2 separate regions of the Canis lupus genome follow, and region 1 is linked to region 2. A link is a contact called in public Hi-C data. All regions are on one chromosome and are shown on one strand. Each heading gives the region's core, a stretch centred on a gene start, on an enhancer-like site or on the middle of the called end of the contact. The rest is flanking DNA. Distances are from core to core; before and after follow the strand shown.

Region 1 (4,828 bases), core at 2,255-4,754, 320 kb after region 2:
CGCTGTAGGAGGAGCAGGGTGGGAAGGCCCAGTAGTCTAACTCATATGTCTTCAGCGTGGCAGACTGCAAAATAGCCCAACAGTCTGGAGCTGGGGAAAGGGGTGGGGGTGAGGGTGGGTTCGGTGATAAGCTCTGGGCACATCGGGCCCTGTGCTTGAACTGAGACTTGAGGCACCAACTCCAGAGCCCTCCCCTACCCCAGCCCAGCATGCTCCTGGGGATGAACACAGCTTTGAAAGGGGTTCACAGTGGGACCCACAATGAAAACTTTGGAAATATCAACAGCCGTAAACCTTCAGGGAGGGAAGCAAAATAAACCGGGTCTAACACTAGGAAGGTCTGCAGGCCCTTTAAGGAGGAATGAAGAGGGCTTTGTGCATCTCAGCAAAGACCCATTGTGAGCAGCAGAGAATGGGGACTTTTGTCTTTGCCTGCATCCCCGTGAAATGCTGGTGGCCAGCAGATCACCTCTTCTTTTGCTTCTGAACTCGCTTCCCACCCCTTCCAACAACTCTAACCTTACAGAAGGCTTTTTTTTTCTTCTGAAGACCCAAAAGCCCTCATAACACCCCACTGGGCCCCTCCCCACACGGGGAGGTTTTCTGAAGCCATTGCCCAGAGGTTAAGGCATGCAGGGGTCTCACTGCAGTGGTGTTCCTCAGCGTGCTGTGGTCACGTTCTTTAGGCCCGGTGAAGGGGATACCTGTGGACCTGCCCCACCCAGGCATGGGACACCAGGCATTTCTAACTGGGCTTCTCTGTGTGGCATGCCTGCAAGAGTGAGTCTTGCTGGAGTCCACCCAGCTCCCCGTATTTCTCTCCATTGCTGGTTCAACAACACACAGGCCCCTGGGTCAGAATTTAGGGATCACAGGGGACTTGGAAGAAGACAGGGTGGCCTATTGTGGACGCCAAGTGGGAGGGAAGCCCAAAAGGTTTGCAGGAAAGGGCCCAGTCCATGTGTGAGGCCAGCCCTGCCCATCCCCTCTCCACCGGGGAACTGCAGCTCCCGGTGGCCTTGAGCTTGCAAATCCATCCTGTTCCCACCAATGCATGTAGGGCATCCTCTCCTCCACTTTTCCTGCTTAATTCCTGTCAGGTCATCACTGCTTGGCAGCAGCTTGCCTGATATGCTCAATGCCCCATACTGAGTTGCCTGGTCCTTCACCTTGGAAATCAAGAGAATTGGCTGGTCCCAAGATCACGACCTCCAATGCAGGGTTTTGCCCTGAAGAAGGGTGTTCTGGACCTCTCTCCTGGTATCTCACACTGCTCATCTCCTTGTGCATCCGGGTCCCCACCTACACCTAGCTCTTTTCCTTTCTCTCGCACTGCCATTTGAGTCATCAGAACCTCTGACACTGGGTCAGAGTGTCAGAGCTGAGTTAGGGTCAGCTCTCAGCATAGCCAGGTTGCTGTGGGGGTGGGCACTGCGTGCAGCTGAGTGTCTGGTCGTGCAGCCTCAGTGGCCCCACCATTCCCCAGGAAAGCTTCTCTTGCCCCTCTGAGGCTGGGAGACCCAGACACAGGGTCTTAGGGGACTGCATTTGATGGATAAAGCATCTCTATGGGTGAAAGGAAATGCTTGTTTCTTTAAGGTATGTGCCATCCGGAGTGTGGTGACAAGGGCTGTGATGGCCCCAAAGCAGACCAGTGCCTGAACTGTGTCCACTTCAGCTTGGGGAACGTCAAGACCAGCAGGTAAAGTGCTGGGGCTTCTGACTGCATGTCCTGGAGCCCCTCAGAGGGGTGCTAAGGTGACCTATTTCCAGCTGTGTTCTTAGCACCCCACAGCCTGGTGCCCTAATTATGAATTAATGTAATACCCCCCTGAAAAGGAAATTCCACTGAGATTTACTGCTTTGGGGTTGTATAAGTTTGAGTTCCTTTTTTTTTTTTTTTAAGATTTTATTTATTTATTTATGAGAGACACAGAGAGTGAGAGGCAGAGACACAGGCAGAGGGAGAAGCAGGCTCCATGCAGGGAGCCTGATGTGGGACTCAATCCTGGGTCTCCAGGATCAGACCCTGGGCTGAAGGCAGTGCTAAACCGCTGAGCCACCCAGGTTGCCCAAGTTTGAGTACCTTTTTGTCCTCATCACATGAGTAATTCATGCCTGTGAGAGAGAAATCAAAAGCTGTGGCAGTGTGGTATCTGTGCTTATAAAATGTTTTCTAGCCATTTGGTTAAACAAAAATGGGTCATCCTGAGTATGCCAAGGCTGGCCACTTGGGACCTATAGACAAATGTCACAGTAGAGGTCAGGACTGTTCTAAAAGCCCATCGGGCCCAGCCTGGGGGGGGGGCTCCCATCCCTGAATGCCCAGTTGGTGGTGTGGCCACACATGGTGACACAAGGCCGTGCATGACTTTCCTGCCATCCCAGAGCTCCCAAACACAGCCACACTCACCCTCGTCTTATGAAGGTAGCCAGCCTGCTGCTTTTACTCACTGCCAGTGAGACTAGCTCCCCAGGGGCATCAGCCGCGAGGCTTTACCAGAGGTAAATATTCCAAAAGTCAAATATCATCATCCAGGTGCCACCGAGCACCTCCTCTGGGGAGACTTTAAAAGGCAACTCTTCCCTGAATCTTATGCAAGTCTGGGACCCTCTCCTATGTACTTAGGAATCTCTCCATGTGTTCCCCATGACAAGGGGCATCAGTGATTTAACCTTCACCCTTGGGGCCTTTGCTTCCCTCCGAGTTTTGCTGACCAGGGGTGGGGAGGGGTGGGGATTTGCAGAGGCTAGCTAGAATTTCCTCTCCAGCTAGCTGCCCTGCCCCCCAGGTCCCGGCTTTGCTGCGGGCTTTAAGGGTAGTGGTGGGGGTGATTTGGAAAGGTCCTCTTGTGGCTCCTGCTCCCACAGGAAATGCGTGAGCGTGTGCCCTCTGGGCTATTTTGGGGACACAGCAGCAAGACGCTGTCGCCGGTGCTACAAGGGGTGTGAGACCTGCTCGGGCAGGAGCCCAACCCAGTGCCTGTCCTGCCGCCGCGGGTTCTATCACCATCAGGAGATGAACACCTGTGTGACGTTCTGTCCTGCTGGATTTTATGCTGACGAAAGTAAGTGCATGTCTGTGTGGGTAGGAATGATGAGTCAGCCCCCCTCTCTCTCGGAGCTGGGATCAGAGAGGGAATCTGGCACCAGCTTATGGACCTGGTAGTCGAAATTGGGAGAAGGCCCTTCCTAGGAAGAGCTGCTGAGCTGAACTCGGGAATCGAGTACGGGCAGAAGGTTTTCAGTTCTCCAAAAACAAAAAGGAGCCTACTGGCCAGAGTTAATTAGGCTCAGAAGAGATGCATTGATCTTTGTGGCACATTTTACAGGTAGCGACCACACCCCTATGAGGTGGGTGATGCTTTCCTGGTCTTACAGATGCGAAACGAAGCTGAGAGGTGGCAGAGGGCCCCTAACTAGTAATGGCACGGGTGGAACTTGAACTCAGAGCAGCAAAGCCAGGTGTGCCAGGTGTCCTGCCATTCCACCAGGCCCAGGAAGGTGGGTGGATGGGTGGGACTCTGGGGCCCAGGACCCATGCCCGCATTTCACCGAAGCCACAGAAGAGGGCTTCAGCCACAGGGTCTGGGTTAAACAGATGGAGGCTAGTTCTCAAGTTCAAAGAAGCTACTGTTTTGACGTTGGTGATTTGCGTAGGTCACAGCCTTCCCACAGAGGCCCTTGCTGTGCAGGAGGGATCATTGATCCAGCCTATGACGTTACAGTTCCTCCTATAGAGAAGGAGCCAGGAAGTCTTTAAAGACATACAAAGCCACCAAATAACCGGAATGTCTTTAGAGGAAAAAAACCCAATCATCTGGCAAGATGCATTTCACAGCCTTTGTAAACACCTGCCCTAGGCTGCCAGCCAGACCTGTTTTCCGGGTTGAGGTTCCTTCATCCCCACCCTGCTCCCAAAGCAAGAATCAGCCACCCTCAGTGATCCAGTGTCCTGCCTGAACACCTGCTGCGTGTGTGTCATGCCACCTATGGGGGCCCTAGGAGGGGACCCAGAGGGGTAGCAAGCAGCCCTTCGCTTCCAGGCCCAGACACAAGGTGGCGTCAATGAGGTGCCAGAAGGAAAGACCAGATAATAACAGGCAAAATTCTCCCAGCATTAACCTAGTTGTGATGGGCGTCCTTTATGTCTGTGTTTGTAACTACCAAGTCTTCAATAAAGTCCCCTGTGAAGGCACCAGCGGAGAGCTGTGAGGCCTCTGCAGGCTGCACCCAGTCACTTTTTTTTTCTTATGAAGACTTACACCTGATTAATCTCTGCTCCATCAGCCAGGAACTGGTTTCGTTCCCGGTTGAAATAAACAGAAGCAGAGCGTGTCTTCTCTGGAAAGGGCCCACCTCCAAAGCCTCGAGGTTGTGTAAGGGCTTTAATTTACTCCAGAAAGGAGAGGAGAGACACCTGTGATCCCACACGTGGGCCTGCGGTCTGGCCATGACCTCTGGCTGTTTTATTACTCCATCGTCCTGCCTGGAGGCGGACACCGGTGACAAGCTGTTCTATCAACGCTGCTTTGAAATGCCAGTCTTCCTTGCCCAGAATGGATTCACATCTCTTCTTCCCCCTTCTCTCCTCCTCATCTTCTTTTTCCTCCAGGTCAGAAAAATTGCCTTAAATGCCACCCAAGCTGTAAAAAGTGTGTTGATGAACCAGAAAGATGTATTGTCTGTAAAGAAGGATTCAGGTAAAACCCTGCCTTCAGACCCGAAGAAGAATAGCAGAGTGTCTGTGGTGTTTGTTTGTTTGTTTCTATCACTGTTTTATGAAGTTTTGGCGACTTTTTCCTAAAAGATCAAAGCAAAGGCCCAA
Region 2 (5,190 bases), core at 1,459-3,958:
TTGGGGTATCTTTTGGATAGAACTTGAATTTTTTTTTTTTAACACAACTTGAAAATTTTAATTAGTTGAATTTAATAAGTCTTTCATAGCCTTTTGGAAGTTTGGCCTTTCACACAAATAGGTTAAGTAGGAATTGGTTTTGGTGTATGGTTTGAAGTTGATTCAGGTTTATGTTTTTTTCCCACATGGATACCATTTGTCTTTGGGCTCTTCTGGGGCAACCCGTGTGTGCCCTGTGTCCCACAGGAAGTGTTTCTGTGTGGGTGCAGCTCTCTTTTTTCCCTGTTGCTTGATTTATCGTTTTTTTTTTTTTTTTTTAAGATTTTATTTGTTTATTCATGAAAGACACAGAGAGAGAGACAGAGACACAGGCAGAGAGAGAAGCAGGCTCCATGCAGGGAGCCCGATGTGGGACTCGATCCTGGGACTCCGGGATCATGCCCTGAGCTGAAGGCAGGTGCTAAACCACTGAGCCACCCAGGTGTCCTGACTTATCTGTTTGATAAACAAGACCACACTGCCATATTTGCTCTAAACTTTGCCTGAACCTTGATAGCTTCACATACTTTAAGACTATAACCCTTACTTAACTGATTTAAGCATTAAATGTATGCTTATAGATGGTAAGGACTTTATTTTTACCATTTACTGCGCCAAACTTTAATTATCGTAGGGAGAGTTGACTTTTAGATTCTAAATTACAAAGCCACTAGTATCTGTGTAAGAATATTTATATCCATGTTTCTATGTAGAATGTTTTCCCTTTTTTTAAGGTAACCGTACTTTTCCAAAAATGCTGTACTGCAACTGGACTGGAGGTTATAAGTGGTCTACTGCTCTGGCTCTGAGGTAAGCTTGACTACTGATAAGTTAGGATGCCATTTGAATTTTATTGGGATCAGTGGAATCTTCCATACATTGAGCTTAGCTAAGTTCCTCCTTCTTTTGAATTCTTTCACATGTGTTAGGTAGGCCCTAGAAAACATAGCTGTAGGGAATTACTTAGATGATCAGACAAGTATTTAGTGGAAATTCATGGTAGGATGTTTGCTTTTCTCCCTGGGATGTCTGCACATTCTAGAGATGCCTTACTGAGCCATGATTATAGATCATTAGAATCAGTCAGAGTTTCCCATCCTGAGTGTAAGTGTAAAGTGCTATATACTATTTAAAATAGGTAGATTTATAATTTGTAGTTTTATTTTTTAGTAGTTTTCTCCTTTATTATAAAAACTAATAAATAATACTAAAAACTGGAAAAATTGAAATAAAACATTAAAGATCACCTCCAATTCCACCATCCAGAAATAATTGTGGACTTATAATTTTAACATAAAAATGTGCTTGAATTTGTTAAACTTTTCAACAGTTTGAGGGAAAAACTGCAATTTTTGTTGTCGTCCCCCACCCAGAGGGAAGGACAGGTGAGATGCTGGTTAAACAGTTCTAATTAAAAAGTTGGGGCATCTACAGTGGAAGGTTTAGGCTAGAGCCTGAGACCCTGTGGCCTGCAATGTAAGGTGGGCAGGGTTTCTCCCCTTCATCACTGTTGACATTCAGGCCAAATATAATTCTTTGTTGTGGGACCAGTAGGGTGTGCACAATAGAGTGGTTAGCAGTGCCTATGGACCAGATGCCAGTAGCACTCTAAGGTGTGATAATCAAGAATGTCTTCAGGTACTGCCAAGTTGCCCGATGTGCACCACTGCTTTAGGATTTGGGCTGGGGAGAGCCAGAGCCTGCCTGGCAGAAAGGCACAACTGGAGAATAAAAGAATAGTCCAAGATAGAAAATTCAGTATAACAAAAATGAGATTTGATAACTGGCCATTGTCTTTGTCAGCAGTGGTTCAAATTAGAATGAACAACGAACTTTTTTTTTTTTTTTTAATAACCTCTTTATTTTGGAATAACTTGAAACTTACAGAAAAGCTACAAAGATCATTCCTGCATACGTGCCACCCACTTTCCCCTAGATTGTTAGCATCTCGAGTTAACATACTACATCTAACAGCTTCACTTTTAAAAAGTAAGAATAGTTTTCATTTTGAAGTGCAACACAGTTTTTTTCAGAATATTCACTTCACAGTTCGCTTCACAGTATGCCAGCACGGGGAGGTGGGAATACAGACAAAACGGGGCCGACACATAATATTTGGAGCTGAAGGGGTACTGTTCTCTTCACTTCTTTTATTTGTTTTGAAATTTTCCATAATAATAAGCTTAAAAGAAGTACAATGAGAGGTGATCTGGATATTGTTAGATCTTAGAATTTGAAAGAACCTCAAAAGTCATTTATTCTTAACACTCCATTTTTGGGGACAAGTGTGACAGAAGTTCAGATGACTTGATCTGGGACAACCAAGTGTTGGTGGGCTGCCTCCCAACCCTACCTCCTGACTCCGTGTTTGTGTACTTTTTGTTGGACTGGCTCCCTGCTTTTTTCTCCTACATGTGCCATTTTGAAGACTGCAGGCAACAAGGTGGATTACTTTAAAAGGAACATTAGATTTCAGCACAGCTGAAAAATTGTGCATTTACTTTTGATATTTAAACAGTCTTCTTGCCCATGATTATGTGGTGTCATGGATTTGTGAAATAGTCATTTGTGTCCTTGTGAAGCTTTGTGATCATTTTGAGGCCCTTTCATACGTGTGACTTAATACCAGTGTCGAGCCACATCTGGCTGCAGCTTGGGGGTGGCTGATGGCCTCCCCCATCCCATAATCTGTTTGTTCTTGCAGCATCACTCTCGGTGGGTTTGGGGCTGACCGTTTCTACCTGGGCCAGTGGCGGGAAGGCCTCGGCAAGCTCTTCAGCTTTGGTGGCCTGGGGATATGGACACTGATAGATGTCTTGCTGATTGGTGTTGGCTACGTGGGACCAGCAGATGGCTCTTTGTACATTTAGCTGTGGTTACGTGCTTCAGAGAGGAGCTCTCTGCCTATAGGAGTTGATGTGCTGTGAGTAATGTATTTGTATGTTTTTAATGTACAGCATCTGTACTTTGCCTGCCTTGATGAAGGTAAAATAAAAAAATACTGAACCATGTTTATCTGGAATTTGTCTTTATTTGCCTGAAATCAATATTTTTTCTGTGAAAAAATTTAAGCTTTTACTCAACATCACTTCTTGGCCTTTTGGCTAAGATCAAGTGTAAAAAATGTGAATTTCCTTAAACTAGGAACAAATGCTCCAGGATTGAAAATCTGCTTAATTCCTATGACTTTAGTTTTAGATTAAGTCAGTATGTCACTTGGATCTCCAGTCTTGAAAAGCTTTTCAGTCATGATTGCAGAAAGTGGAATGTGTTTTCATTCTTTAGCTAGATAAAAGTTATCTACCTAAACTTCCATCTGCAAGTTTTGCAGTGTACTATCTATGTAGGCTGGGCTTTATTTATGACCTGCTGGAAGCAAACTGCAGAACTTTTATAAGTAGTTGCTGTGGTTTGAATTTTGTTAGTAACATACTTGCAAAAGTACTGAAAAATTAATAAAATTACAAGTTACTTTAAATAGGTTGATCTGTTTTCTGTATTAAGATGGAATCTTTAGTAATCATAACAACTGTTCTTGATGTAAAATGTTTATTTTTCAGAGCCTTACTCCATTTCAACAGATATGTTCATAATTGGTTGATTCATTGACACACAGTGGAACTCTTAAACAGTGTTACAGTGTGAGAAATATTTTTGAGTCTTTATAAATCTATTGTAGGCCCTTTAGTGGAAAGAAAAGTTATTTCAAGTGCATTTTATTTATGGTTTTCGTTGAAACATTAAAAAATTCTTAGCATTTTTCCTTCCAAATTGGAGTATCTGAGTATTATGTTTTAAACATCTGTGTTAATAGCTGCAAGGCTTCACCAGCCAACAGATTCAGAAGCCATAAACTATCTTTCAGCATATCTCCATAAATCTCATGGAAAAACATCTTTTCTTCACAAGATTATTAATTATAGTTTACCTATAAACTGCAGGGGAATTGAACCACTTTGGTGTGATAACCTGCCAGTTAAGAATGGGCTTCTTTTGAAGCTCAGAATCTCTTCTCAGATTTTTTTTTTAAAGATTTTTAAGATTTTTAAAATTTATTTATTCATGAGAGACACAGACAGGGGCATAGGCAGAGGGAGAAGCAGGCTCCCTGTGGGGAGACTGATGTGGGACTCGATCCCAGGACCCCAGGATCATGCCCTGAGCCTAAGGTAGATGCTCACTCAACCACTGAGCCACCCAGGTGCTTCTCTTGTGCTCAGATTTTGAAGCAAAAATCTCTTGGTCTAGTTGAGTAACAGTTCCAGCCCTGATCACTAGGTGGTACATTTCCATTATATTTGTAAGAAGCTGCTGAGATTAACTGGTTCTTCCTAGGAACATGAGCATAGGCACAGAGCATGGGCAGTGCTTCCAGATGGGAATAGCCCAGAATGCATGGACCTTTCTTTTCTAGGACAAACACACTTTCATCCATCCTGGGTACATGAGACTCTTGGTCAAGCCAGTATTTCTTTAGTAGGGTTGTGTTCCTACAAGGAAGCAGCTCCTTTGCTAACTATATAAAAATTTCCCCTGAATCCCCTCCATAGTTAGCTCTATGCAGAAGAGACTCTCCAACATTTCCCTGTTGAGCCTGCCCATGAGGAGCCAGGGAAGTAATGGGAATCACTGGCTGTACATAGTGCTCATGGAGGAAGTAGGTATCAACTGCTTTGACAGTTGAGCGTCATTATGGCTTTGGGGTCTGAGTTCAGGAACAAAGTTCCAATGTTTGAAAGGTGAAAACTTAAAGATTCAGAATCCATGAAAGGAGATGTATAAATGAAATTATTCTCAAATCCTGAGACACTTAGAAGGAGATAGTCTTTGGGACCTAAACGCTATAAGCAAGTCAGAGAGGCTTCCTATCCAGCATTTGGTGGAGCTGAAGGGCTCTGCGACAGAGAACTAGAAGGAGAAGGAAGAGAAGGAAATATAGTTTAAACAAGTTTGTGAATGATGAACTTTCATACATGGCCCCTGAAAAAAAATAAACCTAATAAAACTGCACTTGCCACTGGCACCAGAGAGTGGGTGTGGTCTCTAGAAAACCCCATGGGCCTCTGCTGGCAGCAAAAAGGTCACTTTTGGATCTGACCTTCAGATTCTAGGGCTGTGTGCTGCAAACTGACTGGGGACTGTTAAGTCCCT

Evidence for each region. A called contact is a pair of places that touch in the nucleus more often than the background predicts.
Region 1: a Hi-C map of skin fibroblasts shows a contact between it and region 2, with 2.1 times the contacts expected there. The contact joins two enhancer-like sites. A contact is called at or near these places in 2 of 9 Hi-C or Micro-C datasets (amygdala and skin fibroblasts).

The regions. Positions count from the first base shown.
Region 1 is chr3:40,111,662-40,116,489 of UU_Cfam_GSD_1.0, forward strand. It overlaps PCSK6 (proprotein convertase subtilisin/kexin type 6), which reads left to right. Exons shown (of 21, transcript XM_038532634.1): 15 at 1,600-1,702; 16 at 2,872-3,068; 17 at 4,616-4,703. Among named protein-coding and RNA genes, the nearest start is that of SNRPA1, 27 kb to the right of the region's middle. Within about 2 kb of position 3,505, at least 4 of the 20 cell types and tissues checked have an H3K27ac peak or open chromatin away from gene starts, as enhancers often do.
Region 2 is chr3:39,795,148-39,800,337 of UU_Cfam_GSD_1.0, forward strand. TM2D3 (TM2 domain-containing protein 3) reads left to right here. Exons shown (of 5, transcript XM_038532632.1): 4 at 774-849; 5 at 2,744-3,052. The coding sequence ends at 2,909. Among named protein-coding and RNA genes, the nearest start is that of TM2D3, 12 kb to the left of the region's middle. Within about 2 kb of position 2,709, at least 2 of the 20 cell types and tissues checked have an H3K27ac peak or open chromatin away from gene starts, as enhancers often do.